2 separate regions of the Gossypium hirsutum genome follow, and region 2 is linked to region 1. The links are chromatin contacts, called in public Hi-C maps. All regions are on one chromosome and are shown on one strand. The core of a region is the stretch at or near the end of the contact, and the rest is flanking DNA. Distances in the headings are between cores, read along the strand shown. Region 1 holds the start of LOC107895344 (protein NDL1). Region 2 holds the start of LOC107901490.

Region 1 (5,421 bases), core at 1,960-4,459:
CTGTCATCTTCTCTTGGACTTCCTAAGAAATCCGGGTTTTAATCGGTTTCAACTTCAAGCCCATGCTTTCCGGTGAAAGAAGCTCCGGGGAGATACAAGTTGGACTCAATGGGCTTCTCCGGCTAACACTTAGAGTCGACCTGTATAAGCCAAATCCCATAAGAAAGTAATCCAGTGGTATCAACATTGCATGAGGCTGCTCCTCAGTTACTATTGATCCACATGCCTGAACCTGTAGGTTTCTCGCATTTCGAGGTAGTTACTTCGATAAACATATGGTTTTTGAAAGCTCAATGTAAGAAGACATGATACCGAGTTAAACAACAGACTTTTGATTGCATACCTCCACTAAGGCACTATATCTTCTATCTAATTTTGATGTCATGTGGAGAGCCTCGGAATGGAAAGGAGAATTCTCCCCGACAAATATTAGTGATCGGCAATGCAGTTTCCTTAATCCTTCGCTAAGGTCACGTCTCCTGAAAGATGTAGAATATGACTTTTAAGCCAACTATGTGAAATCTGTTTAAAGAGAACATTCAAAATAAAACCTGGTCGACGTATCAATCATGGAGACATGCTTACCCATTCATTGCTTCGAGGAATTGCTGAACATTTATACTCTGCCTTTCATCTAGCAACTGCAGGGAAAGAACATGATTCAAGTAAGAAAAGCGCCGTGAGACTACATAATCATGCTTCATTATAAGTCACTCGAGTACATAAGGGGCAAATGCAAGGAGCTGAAGAACTAACTCTTCTGCATGCTTGAACTATATCTGATTCGGATTCTTCAACACTACCTCGAACTTCCTGCCATTATGACTCAGAACATCGTAACTAAACTCGTCCAACTCTAGACACAGCAATAAATGGCATAGATTTTTGAATCTGAAAAATACCTGGCTGAAGTACCGCTTAAGCAATAACTCCTTCACCACTCCACACATGCCATAGAAATAAAGTAAGTTTGACATCACCTGAAATAATACGACAATTCATCAAAGCACATAGTCATTGGACCCTTAAGAGAAAAGTAAAAAGGCGCAGAAAAAGAACCTTATTTAACAACCATTCTGTCCATGAGGGCGCTCTGCATAGTGGAGAAACAAGTATTAACCCGAGGACACGCTGCCTGTATTTCATCTATTAAGACAAAATGCACAAGAATTAGTTCCGAGAATACAAACTTAGGTTTTTTATATTTATTTGGATTAAAAATGAAATTGTATACTATGCCAAGGTAGTCGACTGACAGCAAATAGAGTAAGAACGTATGCTCCAGCTGTAACCCCCATACACATTACTGCACCAAGCCTACAGTTAAAACCGAAAAAGAATGAAAGAGTTGAAGGATAAGGAATATAAGCTTGCTTGCCTATATTATTTTATATATAAATAACTAATGATAAAACATATTAAAGAAAACAATAACTTAAGAAATTGTATAATGCTAGCAGGTGTATCAATTTATATCATTTTCAGACAACCTACTACAATTACCGGCCATCATGACAAATAAAATGTGCCAAAGAATGTCTAGAGCAGTACAGATTACAGTAAAGTAAATTTTTAATCAACTGATTACCCAAAAAAGTTGAGAACCTCAAGAACCTGATCTGCCAAGTCATCAACAGAAGGCATAAGGTCATCAGAACCGATTGGGGCAGCTCCTACCTGCAATAGTTCTTGAAAAAATTCCGTATAAGAAAGATGTGACTATAGGACTCGACCAAAAATAAAAAGGATGATTGAGATACAAATATATATGAGACTAAAACATGCACAGAACGGACCTCATGCCCTGGAGGACTTATATGATATATGCAAAAATTGTGGAGGAGAAAGGAATTAACTTCTGGAGAAAAGAACAAGCCTTGAAAACAGGAGATATCTGCAGAATGTTATATAATTATAAGTTACCATTAGAAACCGAAAGAATCATGGATGAAAGGGTCTTGGCCATTGCGGAAATCTTGCAAATAACGTTACAAACTTCATAAACATTAAACTAACATGTAAAACTCTGGCTCAATTGAAAGCATTACAGCCTCAAAGTCTCATGCATTATGAAAACACAAATTAGGAGAAAAATCATTATTCTAAGATTAAAAATTAAAAACAAACTGGGGGTGACCATTGTTAGCCAAATCTGTTAACAAAAATCAATTCCATGGGCACTGAAACACATATTTTGTCATATGGAGTCAAGTATAAGGAAATAAAACATTACAGCAAGCTTTTCTGCATTACTTACGATTTAGAGCTAAATCAGGATAGGTAACAAGGGCCGGCTTATCCTGGTCTCCAAATACTGCAACGGAAACCATTCCGCAGCGAGTTTTAACAAGGTACTCCTGCAGATTGATTTTACAATACATAGTTATTCATTCAGCAAACCTTTCTGGAAAGCAATCAAAGGAATCAAAATAAATTGCTACCATCAAAGATATTTTATATATGATCTAGCTAGTTAAAGAGCCTAATTGACTTGGGTTTCTTTTACTTGAAAAAAAAAATGAAATTGTTGGAAGCATAGCTCAAGTTAAGTATATTCTAACTAGATAAAGTAAGCATGTGCAGCAGAACCTTTTTAAGAGACCTAAAATATTTTCTTCTTTTAAGCATATTCAGCATCATCCAAATTCCTAATTTGACAAAAACATGGATATATAACTAACGGAATTACTAGCACATGAGGCAACTTATTATTAAAAAAAAAAAGGCATTTATAAGTTTCAGAACATCATTGGATTTAGTTTACTAATGTAATTTATCAGAAGCAAAAAAGGAATGAATTGCTTTATAGCTGAAATATATAGGAATAAACTAATGGGAAAAAATGCAGCTTAGTTAAAAGGAAAAGTATAATGGTGCATTAAACTTTATCATGAAAAGCACATACTTGATCGTTTTCCATTTATTTTACTCTTCCATTCCCACGTTTTCCCTGTAACCAAACAAGAAGATAAATAGAAATGCGGGTTACCTTGGCACCAAGAGAGATCGTTTCCATATCAATGGAAATTGAATCACTAGAATCTGCCATTTTCCCTCACTTTCTCTCTTCGTTAGAATTGGCTTCCATGCCTTATATACCACCAAATCTTTCTCTCCCTTTTCAAATTTCTTCTATATATTAAATTCAAAATTAAAATCTATTTTAAAAATGGTTTATCATTAAAAACTACAATTTGTCAACACAGAAGCGAACCTTTGACCTGGATATCAGGTCTATTTAACCCCAGTTAAGTGGCCGACAGTTTATTCAAATTTACATTACTACCCTTCTAATTTCCTTTTTCCTATTCACTCATTAGCTAATTATATATTTTTTAGTAAATTTATTAGACTGTTTTATTTTCAATATAATTTATTAGAACTAACCTTTGAATCCATATTATCTGTATTTTTATATAAATTTTAAAACTACTTTTGAGTTTATCCATTTCTCATTAATATTTAATCTTTACACATATTATTTTGGCAAGGTCTGAGGCATCACTGGGGGAAAATTCAGAATAAAAAAATAAATATAAATTATAAATTTTTAAAAATAATTTATTTTATTATTATATTAATTTAATACCTTTATAATTTTTGAAGCGATGAAATTACAATATCATAATTGTTAAGGCCAATGCACCAATATAAGTCAAATGAAGTCAAAATTAATTATTGTCAATTATATGAGATAAACTTGTTGAATCTTCCTAAGTCAAGTCTTAATACTAAGATCATTATTTTTTCTTTTTCTTTTAATTTTTTTCTATGAATATATAAAACGCGAAATTCCCTTTAATTTAATTTAACATAATTTCTAAATTGTTTTCTTTTTCTCTTTTAACAATTAATTGATATGTAAAATTATTATTTACTAAATTAATTTTTTTATTCGTGCAATGCACAGATTAATTATTATAATAATTCGAATATATTATATTTATTTGTTAAAATACTTAATGGGTTTTAAAAGTTGTAAACGTCTCGAGTTTTCTTACCCGTACGAGCTCAAGAATAGTAGCAAAAGTTTATAAAACTTAAAAAATTACCAAATACACAAGTATTTACTAGATGACCTTATAATATAATATGATATATATATATATAATGTGATTCTAATTATGTGTTCAAATAATAATAAAATTCATAACATTATTTTAATGGTATTGACATTATAAAAATATGAAATTAAATTAGAGATATTAAATCCTAAATTTCATGCCATTATTAGATTTATAATAGAGATATGAGTTTATTATTTTGGGAATAAGAAATCAACTTTGGAGAAAAATGATGAAATACAAAAAAGAAAAAAAAAAGGAGAGATGAAAAGTCGGGGTGTGATTCAACGGTTGAGACATCAAAGATAAAAAAGACCTATCGTATTCGCATGCAAGCGGTCATTGCAAACGTCGTTTTCCACTCAAAGTTGGTATTTGTTATTCAATTTACAATAAATAAACTCACCGTCAGTCCCTCTTCTTACTAGAGTTGTTTATGGATCTGCCAGATTTAGATTTATATTTTTAAATGGAAGTGCTCAGTTAACATGCTTGACTATTTCAGACTAATAAAAATTTAAAAATAATATTTAAATATTTTAGAATAAATTTAAGTAATTTTTTTTATTTTTAAAGATATATTTAAAATCAAATTTCAATTCCACTCAATCCCATCCACAAGTACATCTAATTCATAAGATAATAATAAATAAAACGTGTTCTTTTTTATTTTATATAGTTTCCACAAATAGAAAAAAAAAAGAATAAATGGAACATTACTAAAACCATTTTATCACCACATTGTCATTATTATAATAATAATATAAGAAAACTAAAACAATTGGGCTCAATTTCAAGTTTCATCTAATTTCCTTTGTCAAATTTGTTAGAAGCAAATATTTTATTTTTAATTTATTTATTTTGTTTCCATTGTAAGTATGGTTTAAAGGGCATTGTCGCTAATTAAAAACATAAAATAATAATAATAATAATAATAATAATAATGTCAAATGCACCTTCATGATACAAACAAGCAACAAGTGTTGGAGACGATATTACTAGGAGCAATAGTCACAAACCCTAAACATAAATCATAAAATAGAAATAAGCGATACAAAAAAATATTTTCATAATTTAAACGGTAAAATTGTTAATTGTTGGCAATATAAACAAGAGTGAAGTCAAAACATTCTTTTAAGGGGTAAAAGTGTAATTTTAATATTTTATTAACTTATAATTGTTATTTTTTTTAGAATGATTTCAAAGTAATTTTATCATTTTTTAAGGGTTAAAGCTAGGGGTGAGTGTTCGATCAAATCGAGTTGAATCAAGTGAAAATTTTTTGAGTTAATCAAGTTGACGAGTCTTATTTTATCATATTAACTCGATTTGAAATATTTTTCGAATCGAGTCGAAT
Region 2 (5,502 bases), core at 97-2,596, 220 kb after region 1:
TCCTGGCATGGGAGGAGCTGAAGTTGTTATTAGGGATCACAATGGAAATTGGGTAAAAGGATCATATCGACACATACCACAGGCAACAAGCGTGGAAGCAGAACTCTGGACTTGGTATTATTAATATATATACAAGTAGAAGTAGATGCAACTGCTGTAATAAGTCACATTTCAAACACCATTACTTCAATGTGCAAGAATGCGGTGATGTAATTATTGTTTGTAGTGAAGCACCCTTACAACTAGCTTCCTTCTTGACAAATACCCGCAATCTGTAGCTCAAATAGAACAAATAGTTTCGATTTGAAAATTTTCGTGTGAGTAGTAATCAAAATAAACAAAAAAAATCAGCTCATGGAAGAGAATGAATCAAAATTTGCATTTCATGTAAAAACTTAATGCCTTGCGTTATACAACAATCATATTTAGCCTAAAACCCTCAAATTTCTGAAATTTGAAATTTAAAGTAACAAAGACTAAATTAAAACCAAAACCCCATTTATCAAAAACAACAATCACAATCAAATGGACAAAGTGGCGTACTTCCAGCATCAGATTTACTAATACCCAATTCTTCTTCAGTGTAAATTGCAAAACCATCTGCTGTCCTTTTCCAAGGCCCAGAAGAAGACTCATTGAATCCTCCTTCCCTGTTGGTTTCTCTACTCTTTTTACTCTTCTTTTTCGACGATTTGGGTTTTGAAATTTCATCGCCGTTCGGTTTCTCGGACCCTTTCGGGTCGGGTTTCTTCCTCTTTTTACCTGCAAATATCTCGTCGATTTCGTTACCAGCCACTTTAGAAGCTGAATTCTTCTGTTCTGGAACAGATTCTTCTTTTTTATTTTTTGCTTTTCTAGAAGGCGTCGTTGAAGAACCCTTCTTCGCCATTAGGTTGAATCTGCAACTTCAAAACAAAAAATTATAGCATACGAAGAACTAAAATCAACAAAAACGAAACTTGAAGAAATATTAAATATATTTATTAAAAGAAAAAATAATACGAATGTTGTGTCAGAGAACACATTATCAGCACTGGAAATCAGACAGGGATAACTGTAATAATATTAAATTTTCTCATCATTCACAACATCGTTTCAACAAAAGTTGTTTCAAGGAATCTTCGACGAATTAACGGATTAAATCCCGAAAAAAGAAAAACCCAGAGAAGGAAATATCTTCCTATGGATATAAAAAGTAATTATCACTGGTGCCTCCTACCTCGCAGTGAGATCCAAGAAGAGATTACGATATGGTTTTCCCCTAAACGGAAACAAAGAAGCAGAAACAAAACGAAGCGGAGGAGTGTGAGACTGAGTTTATTTGAAACCCTAAATTGGGTAAAAGATGATTATATATATGCCCTTTGTTTCGGGTTAAGGGTTTAAGGCTGGGCTTTCTCAAATGTTTGGGCTTTTTCTTATAAAATGGACCTTTTTTCTTTCGGCCTTCTTGTGAATGTAATATAGATTGTATGATTAAATTAATATTTAGGTACTCTTAATTTTTTTTTCTAATATTTAAGTCTAAGTTTGCTATCAGTTTCTATATTATTTGCATATTTAGCATTTTATATTTTATTATTTTAAAAATAATAATCTTTTTACTCTTAATTGAAGTCCAATAATTTCGACAAAAAAATTTAATTAAGTTGGATTAAGTAATATCCTTTTAGAAAATTGTTCCTGATAATTTTAAATAGTAATATATGATAAGTAGGAGTGCTCATGAGTCAGGTCGGATCAGGTTGCGTTTGGGTCAGATCCATGTAAGGTATTTAGATTAATTTTTTAAGCCCGGGTCTGGTTCGATCCAAAAATGAGTTTGCCCTTTTGCTCAAGCTTTTAATTTAAGAAAAGTAAACTCGGGCTTGACCCAACTTCCCATGTTTGATTTTTTTAGATTAATTTTTATTTAAATATAATATATAATATAATAAAAAATGTTAAAATAAAACTTTTCTAATTTTCATATTTAAAAACACTACTATAAATATAATAAATATCTTATTAAATTGAAAAACACAAATAAATCTAATAAATATTTTATTGTATTAAATATAATTTTAAAATTTTATATTTTTGAGTTGAACAAACCCCTCCATCTAAAATAAATAAATAAAAAATCTTTGAGGGCATTATCAATTAAATTTGAAATAAATATACTACATTCTAGGATTAAAAGTAAAAATATTAAATTTGAAATGCGTGACTAAGCGATCCACTTATAAATTTAAAATATTCTCAATTAAAAAAGTTAATTCTTTTTCCATGAAAATAGAATCATAATGAATTATTTATATTATGTATTAATATTGTAGAGAAAACGCATTTAAAGTGATAAAATTATTGCTGGTTGTCATCATAAACCAACGTTTAAGTCCTACGTTACTCATCCCCTTTCATCACTACATCTCAACACTTCTTCAAAAATTTTCATAAATCTATGGAAACATTCAAATATAAACCCAGAAATCAGTGTTGGATTTCACCATGTTATGATATAATAATGTTCCCAGGTCTCTCATTACTAATTAAATCTCACTCATACGCCGGGAATGGGAAACTGGGTGGTAAGTGCTTCGACTCTACTACAAAGATTGGACACCTTATCCGTCAACGGAAAATCAGGAGATGAGACAAACTTCAAGAACTCTTGGACCTTTGATCCAGAAGCTAATCCCTTAGCCTCAATAGTGATTTGCACGCCCTCATGGATGAAATCAGCAATAGCCGTGAATTCCTTTTCTGTAAATCCTCTGGTAGTCATTGCAGGCGATCCAATGCGAATGCCACCCGGCACAAGTGCACTCTTATCCCCTGCAAATTTTGAGACGTATCAAGGATTGGTATAAATACATATAAAAAGGGAAAAAAATTAATTATAAATGAATGGTAAAAAAGGGGAATAAGGAAGAACTTACCAGGCACCGAATTTTTGTTCAAGGTGATAGAGGCCATGTCAAGTATTTTCTCCACCCGAGCCCCATCAATACCCTGTTGCAGGAGAAGTTCATTGATATAAAGGAGGCAAAAGGAGTTTAGGGTGTCTACAAGAGAATAAGAAAAACATGAGATCCTACGCCTCTAGACTTGTCAATTGGGCAGATCAGGTTGGTTTTGATCAGGTTTATTTGGGTTTTTGAAATTTTAGGTTCGTCAGTTTAAGGTTCAAGTTATTTAGGTTGGGGCTATTTAGGGCTTTTTGGGCCAAGTTATTTTCGGTTCAGGTCAAATTCGAGTTCAGATCAATTTGTATTTGGGTTGAGTGGATTCAGATTGTTGACTTCTTATAGCCAAATTGTGTAAGGTTGGTCGAGTTGAGTCAGGTTTTCGGTTTTGAGTCAATTTTGACAAGTCTAAATGCCACTCAAGTTTTGCATGTCTCACAGAGATGGTAACTTACCAATGGCCTTAGATCCACAAGCACAAGGTGATTATCACTACCACCAGAAACTAGTGTATAGCCAAGTTCAACCAATCGCCTTGCAAGAGCTCTACAATTAGACACTACCTGCAGCATGAAGTACCCATATTTTGACTTAATCACCACATAACTTTGCCTCTTTATTTTTTATTACTCATCTTTGAAGGAAAGTACCTGATTCTGGTAAGCCTTGAACTCGGGTGATTGTGCATGTTGCAAGCAAACTGCTAGTCCTCCAATTGTGTGGTTATGAGGTCCACCCTGCATATACAAACATTATGCTTCTCATGATATAACTAGTTTCATAACTTGAAAGCCGGCAGAAGGATGGAATGGGGAATTCAGATTAGTAATAGGAGCAAAGGAGACCAATCAAACTAACCTGTAAACCTGGAAAAACAGCATTATTGATAGCAGATTCCAGATCAACTCCAAGAACAGGGTCCTTCTTGAAGAAGATCATGCCACCTCTTGGACCTCTCAAAGACTGGAAATGAGTAAAGAAAATCAAGTAGGTTATTCAAACGGACATATTAACACAAACAAAGTAATAGTACTATTTGGAACATACAAGTATCAGTGAGATTATTGGCAAAGCAGCTTATTTAAATTCTAATGCACATGATAACTAAATCATGATCAAAACAACGTGAAGACATTCTTCGCTACACAAGGGCAAGTGAAATAGGGAAAGAATCAAGTGAGATTTACCATGTTACAAGGTAGTAGATTTTCTCAAGTACCCTTAAATATTAATGTTTCAACAAGCAAAACTAGCACTATGTGAAGTGAATTTAACATGCATATAGTTCAAGACAGCATTTGAAAATATTCATCCCAAACCTTGTGTGTGGTTGTTGTCACGATATCACAATATTCAAAGGGGTCAGCAACTACAGAAGCAGCAACAAGGCCACTTATATGAGCCATATCCATCATGAGAAATGCACCAACAGCATCTGCAATCTTCCAACAGATATCAATTCCAATAAGTTAAATGCTTAAAATAAGTCACTAAATGATAGTAAAGTATGGCAGACTATATAGCACAACCAACAAGCACATCAGTGCTTACCTTCCTCATGCGAGGATAATCAAAATCTCGAGGATATGCACTGGCACCACAGATTATGAGTTTTGGTCGAAAGAGGGTAGCTGTTTTCTCAAGCATGTCATAATCAACTAGGCCTGTTCCAAATTTAAGACAAATCAAATCAACCACCAACTAAGCATATCAACCACTAAACCAATTAAGTCTTAACAATAACGATGAGTTACCTGTGGATTCATCAAGCCGATAAGGCATTGACTCGAAATAGATTGATGTACCAGATACACGTCTTTTAGGAGTCATAAATCCATGTGACAAATGTCCGCCATGTGGTAAGTCCAAACCCTATACCAGTTACATTAAGAATCATTTATATGTGCACTATCCAACAGAGAGAAGAAGCAGAGTTGGGCAGAAGTATCTTACCATTATTCGATCATGCGGATTAAGAATTGCTGTATAAACCTCAAAATTAGCAGGAGAACCAGACAATGGTTGAACATTAACGCCCCACTTATTTTCATCCAAATGAAATGCTGCCAAAGCCCTCTTTTGGCAAAGTATTTCAAGTTCATCAATGTACTCATTGCCCCCATAGTACCTGCAATAAAAATTAAGATCATTAGCTGCAAATAATAAATCCAAAAACACGAAGATCACATCTCTATGCATTTAGCTTAACTCGATATACCTTTTACCAGGTAGTCCTTCGGAATACTTGTTTGTGAGACATGACCCAACTGCCTCCATTACTGCTCGGGATGTAAAGTTCTCTGAGGCAATAAGCTCAAGGCTTTTGAACTGCCTCTCTTTCTCCTTGTTAATAATAGCACGAACCTCGGGATCGGCTTCACTGAGGCCATGGTCCACAAATCTGGTTTCGGCCACAGGGAATGAGTCCGAAGAGGGAGGCTTCCCAGTAACCAAGCTACTTTCAAGTTGAGCTCTACAGGGTTTGACAGAGTTGAGCTTAAGACCATACCCTTTTAAAGGAAAAATTGGTCTATTCCCTTTGACCCATATGGGC

What was found. A called contact is a pair of places that touch in the nucleus more often than the background predicts.
Region 2: a contact with region 1 is called in a Hi-C map of leaf, with 3 times the contacts expected there. The contact joins the promoter of LOC107901490 here to the promoter of LOC107895344 in region 1. A contact is called at or near these places in 8 of 34 Hi-C or Micro-C datasets (callus, hypocotyl and leaf).

What each region holds. Positions count from the first base shown.
Region 1 is chrD06:19,475,327-19,480,747 of Gossypium_hirsutum_v2.1, forward strand. It overlaps LOC107895344 (protein NDL1), which reads right to left and starts at 3,210. Exons shown (of 11, transcript XM_016820656.2): 1 at 2,990-3,210; 2 at 2,258-2,357; 3 at 1,797-1,894; 4 at 1,589-1,677; 5 at 1,257-1,317; 6 at 1,060-1,146; 7 at 903-980; 8 at 757-813; 9 at 586-641; 10 at 344-479; 11 at 1-140. The coding sequence starts at 3,049. The coding sequence ends at 123.
Region 2 is chrD06:19,700,919-19,706,420 of Gossypium_hirsutum_v2.1, forward strand. LOC107901490 reads right to left here and starts at 1,347. Exons shown (of 3, transcript XR_005914778.1): 1 at 1,220-1,347; 2 at 78-899; 3 at 1-2. LOC107901493 (serine hydroxymethyltransferase 3, chloroplastic) reads right to left here. Exons shown (of 11, transcript XM_016827527.2): 2 at 5,167-5,502; 3 at 4,902-5,076; 4 at 4,703-4,820; 5 at 4,500-4,612; 6 at 4,268-4,390; 7 at 3,807-3,911; 8 at 3,599-3,685; 9 at 3,404-3,511; 10 at 2,922-2,994; 11 at 2,284-2,817. The coding sequence ends at 2,543. LOC121218973 (small nucleolar RNA R38) reads right to left here and starts at 1,090; the gene lies at 1,006-1,090.